Linked DNA regions of Xenopus laevis: region 2 is linked to region 1. A link is a contact called in public Hi-C data. All regions are on one chromosome and are shown on one strand. The core of a region is the stretch at or near the end of the contact, and the rest is flanking DNA. Distances in the headings are between cores, read along the strand shown.

Region 1 (2,614 bases), core at 53-2,552:
TACTTGTCCTCTCTGTTCCACTATCAACATACCTGTAAGCTCTATGGTTTGCAGCCCACAGTTCATTACTTTATATGCTGTTTGTTCTTCAATTCACTGCCATAACTAGAGCTAATGGGCCCAGAACCAAATGTCATTAACTCCCAAACAATAGGAAGGTGACAAATAGGCCCCTACTGTATCCTCAACACTAAGGGTAGGGACACACTGGGCGATTTGGGGAGATTTAGTCGCCTGGCGACTAATCGCCGCGACTTTTCTCCCCGAATGCCTCCCCTCGCTCTGCGCCTGGCTAAAATGAAAAATCGCCTGCGCTAATCACACGCGGCGATTCGTTTTCCGAAATCGCCCGAAGTTGCCTCACGAGGAAACTTCGGGCGACTTCGGAAAACGAATCGCCGCGTGTGATTAGCGCAGGCGATTTTTCATTTTAGCCAGGCGCAGAGCGAGGGGAGGCATTCGGGGAAGATTGGTCGTGGAAAGTCGCAGCGATTAGTCGCCAGGCGACTAAATCTCCCCAAATCGCCCAGTGTGTCCCTACCCTTAGGGTACAAGCAAATTGCTTGTACAAGTATCATGGTTTCCTGTGGAACCAAGTATGTTTGCATATTAAAAAAATAACTTATATCTGTATGTGTTCAGATAGTGTTTATGTGCCTTTTCTTTATAAACCCAGCTGAATGAGCTCATTTCATGAAGGGGTGGTATATGTTCTCTTTAATTAGCTTGTCTTACTCCCACTTTATGGTCAGTCCATTAGGTTTGTTTTCAGTGGACTGGGAGGTCAAGGATCCTTCACACAACTTTGGTAAAGATTCAGTGGTTTGCCTTTAGTCGCCATTTAGCTCTGCACTGTTTTATCCACCCTGTATTGTCCCTGTAACTTCTACTATGTTTGTCATTGACAAGCAGCCAATTGTCATGTATACATTTTAACTGAAGCACCAACACATTATTCTAACAATGTGTTGTTTTGGTTTCTTTTATTCCATATCAAAACAATAAAGCATTACCCATAAAAAAAACTAAGGTCTGAAGTTACAGCTATGTACATGAAAGAAGCTCAACCCAGGGGGCAGTTATTACACAGTGGGGTTTAAAAAATATACTGAAAAGAATGAAGAATCAGCCCAGTTTGGCTAGTTTTAGTCTTCAGTATACAACCCACATAAACATATTGTATGATCTGTGTATTCTGAATGGAAAAGCTGTGAAAATGGGGATTGGCTGCATAGGAATAACCAAACTATACAGGTCCAAGTCCAACTCCCGGTCAGGCAGTGACCCTCTAAACACACCAATCAACTGCTGACTGTATTTTGATTGATCCCACACACACACAGTGTTGTCTAAGAAAGAACATTTTGTTGGATCTTTGATTAATGTTCTGTTGCTCAAGAAGACAAATCGTACATGTATGTAGTTTTGGCAGGTTGTACAGAAGCAGAATATTTAGGAAGCATTCTTACTATGTTCATTACAGTGTGGAGTTATTGAATGTATACCAGACTGCACCTCGCGGGACCAGCTTGGTCGTCAAACAGATTTTGGCATGTATGATTATTTCACTCGGCAGTATGGGGACGAGTCCGCTCTCGCATTCCAAAAGGTACATTGTTTCAGCTCCTGTTTAGTCTCAGAGTTCATAATTTGCATTTCTTAGAAATTGCATTTAACACCCTCACTTTTTTTCCTCAGGCTCGATATAACTTTATCCGAAGTATGGCAGCCTACAGCCTCCTGCTGTTTCTGCTCCAGATTAAAGATCGACATAATGGAAATATCATGTTGGATAAAAAGGGGCATATTATACACATTGGTTAGTTCTACACTATCTACATGTCATGTTCTGCACTAATAAGAACAATTCCAACCGATTTTCCCCTTATAATTAGCATCTTTCTTTCTTATTACATGTCCCTATCTCTTGCCAGTAGGGTTGCCACCTGGCTGGTATTTTACCGGCCTGGTCGGTAAAAATGATGGTTGCTCCCAATGTTATTAATAGGGAAAAAAGATAAATAAATAGGAAAGCCGGTATTTTTTTCCAGAAAAGGTGGCAAACCTACTTGCCAGTCTCTCATTATCAGTACCAAGTTTTCCTTCTCTTCTGTGCCACCCTTCTGACAGTATAGTGTATTTTCTTCCTACAGATTTTGGCTTCATGTTTGAGAGCTCCCCGGGGGGCAACCTGGGATGGGAGCCAGATATAAAGCTGACTGATGAGATGGTAATGATTATGGGAGGCAAGATGGAAGCCACACCTTTCAAATGGTTCATGGAGATGTGCGTGCGTGGCTACTTAGCTGTAAGGTATGATAGAAGCATGAGCCGCTGGGTCTAAGCCAGTTTATCACAGTCTCCTACTTGTTAGTAGTTGGTTATGATAATACAGAACAGAATGAACTAACAATGCAGGTAATAAAACAACCTGAACTTGAAATCAACCTGAAATATTCAGAAAGAAATTAGGAAAATGACACACATTCATAATAGTTTTAGTGATTGGTGACAGGATTCCTTCTAACTGTGAGATCAACCCTGGAAATTATTTCCATGTTCTTTGTAACAATAAAACAGAATCTTGTACTTTTTTTCAAACTAAGATATAATT
Region 2 (2,614 bases), core at 70-2,569, 100 kb after region 1:
GGCGAAGTTGCGCTATGGTGAAGGGACTTAACTACGCTAACTTGCGCATTTTACTAAACGTTACCTCTTGCGCCAGACTTGCCTTCGCCACCTCAGACGAGGCGAAGTGCAATAGAGTAGATAGGGCTTGCTTCAAAAAAAGATGCTGGTGTCTTTTACTTTTTTAAGGGTGATAGGCTAAAAAAGATCGTAAATTTTTTTGGAAGTACCCTCCTTCCCCCCTACATTTCCTAACATATGGCACCTAAACTATACAGTGGGCACATGTATAGGGCAAAATAACAACTCTATTTTATTTTATAAAGCTTTCCCAGGCTTGTGTAGTGTAATGTATTTGCTGCTACATATACGTCCATTCTACTTTAACTTGGCGCCGTATGCAAATTAGGCATCGCTAGCGTAACTTCGCTTTGCTTGACGAATTAACGCTAGCGCAACTTCGCAACCTTACGCTTGCCCTGAGCGCAACTTCGGATTTTAGTGAATTAGCTGCGCCCTGGCGATACTACGCCTGGCGAAGTGCGGCAAAGGCATCACTAGCGTATTTTCGGCGCTTAGTGAATTTGTCCCTAAACGTTAACCTCAAGGTGAACCATCCCTTTAAGACCTGTAAATTAGACTCAATAGATCCCTAGTCAGCTGTCTCTTTATCTAAATATTGTTCTGTATGTTGTAACTGGCCTGCACACTTCTGTTCACTATGTGATTCAATTATAAATGCCTGGTAATTATAAAACTTGAACAATTTATTACACACATCGCCTGAAATTTTGCACACTTCACCAACATTGTAAACACTTTCATAAAGAGTAGAGTTTAGCTTTCGAACAATATGTGGGATTTTGAATCAAATGTGACGACTACAAAGCACTTTCTGTTAAAATAAAATAGGGATGCACCGAATCCTTCTACCCGACCGAACCGAATCCTAATTTGCATATGGAAGTAAAAATGTTTTCCCCTTCCCACCCCTAATTTCGCAAAGGATTTGGGGGTTCGGCTGAATCCAAAGTAGTGGATTTGGTGCATCCCTAAAATAAAACGAGGGTATATTTTATTGCAGCTACGGTAAACTCGCAATCAGATATCCCACTAGCCTTCCTCACTCGTTTCAGGTATTACACAAATTCACAGATAACTGAAGGTGAAAGAATGGGCCACGACTTGGGAGTATCAATACTGTATATAGATAACTGGTTGCCTTTTGCGTGCCTTCTGCCCTGTCTTTGTCCATAAAAGGCAAATATATTAGTATAAGCGAAATAGAGCCAGGCACTTGCAGATTTATTGTAAAAAGTTTTATTTCACGACTTGTCTGTGTCGGGCAAAGCCCTTTATCAATAGACCCATTCCCTCCCGCGGTTACCCGGTGACCCGTCCCAGGCGCACCAGGAAGTGCCGGCCCTTTAGCCGTGATGCATTGTGGGAGCTTTCCTCAGATCCAAGATGGCGGCCAGCAGGAGGCTGATGAAGGTAATGGGGGAAATAGGGTGTCTCTTTCATTCGTTTGATTGTGTTAAGGCAACTTATATCGAAGTCCTGTCACGGGCCAAGCCAGTACCAAGTTCTGACATCATATAGAAAGATGCGCACACCTGCTAAAGCTGGGCTACAAGTTCCCGGCCTCACCCTGCGCCGTCGCCGGTCCGGCACTCCTTGGTCCCATGTCACAGGAAGAGGGTGTGTAAGGACGGGTGGGTGTGATCAGCTTTAGTTAACTCAGAAAATGCTGAGCTATCCCCGAGCAGTTCCTGGTTCGGTCCCCTTATATCTAATCCACTGACCTGTGCTGAGTGGGGAAGTCTGACAGCAGAGATGTGGCAGCGGAGCCCCCGAAGCGTCTAACAGCGGCGTATTATTCCTGATAATCGGTCAGACGCGCATTAATCACCTTTAGATACAGATTCAAATAGGGCGTCATATGGGCGCCGGGCAGCGCTTCCACAGTTCTTGTCTGTATTGGGCGCACGCTTGTGGTTTAAGGAGGTGGGCCCCGTGCGATGATTTAAGCCTTGGGCTGGGAAAATGACTCGAAAGTTGTCGAAACGTGTATTATTTCAACCACCATTTTGATGTACTGCTTATCGGTTAAAAAGGGAAATTATTTTATTAGCATCGTTTACTTTCACTTTCTCAAATTGATCAGTTTATTCAGCTCTGACAGGCGTTTCTTTATTAGCACTTCATAAATACTACTTGAAACTCCCATGCTGCTTGCCCAAATGAAACCTGTGTAAACTGGAATGGAAACCCCCGTGTGAGCAGCTTTATAGTAGGGAATAGCAAGTGTTCAACATACAGCCTCTCTCTCAGATAAGGAAGTTGGAATCCAAGAAAACTTTTACACAACACTTTACAGGCTCCACACATGGTTCATCCAATGTGCCTATAACATTCATGTTCTTGCCATGTTGTAGATGTAGTACCCAGACCTCCTTATACACTTATTCACAAACACTGTGCAGTATACCAAGGTTGAGCAAGCAGTGGCTTTCACAGTCACCAGTTGTTGGATACTAGCAGCTCGTGGGCAACCCATATGTATATAGATATTGAACATCAAGCTCCGTTAATAACAACAAATATTTATTTCACTTAGTGATGATGGCCCTAT

The links. A called contact is a pair of places that touch in the nucleus more often than the background predicts.
Region 2: a Hi-C map of the XL177 cell line shows a contact between it and region 1, with 2.2 times the contacts expected there. A contact is called at or near these places in 3 of 4 Hi-C or Micro-C datasets (the XL177 cell line, the XTC cell line and animal cap).

What each region holds. Positions count from the first base shown.
Region 1 is chr1L:166,794,444-166,797,057 of Xenopus_laevis_v10.1, forward strand. pi4ka.L (phosphatidylinositol 4-kinase alpha) reads left to right here. Exons shown (of 57, transcript XR_005962038.1): 51 at 1,484-1,609; 52 at 1,699-1,819; 53 at 2,154-2,313. Among protein-coding and RNA genes, the nearest start is that of serpind1.L, 35 kb to the left of the region's middle.
Region 2 is chr1L:166,895,852-166,898,465 of Xenopus_laevis_v10.1, forward strand. ube2l3.L (ubiquitin-conjugating enzyme E2 L3) reads left to right here and starts at 1,320. Exons shown (of 4, transcript XM_018262049.2): 1 at 1,320-1,473. The coding sequence starts at 1,447.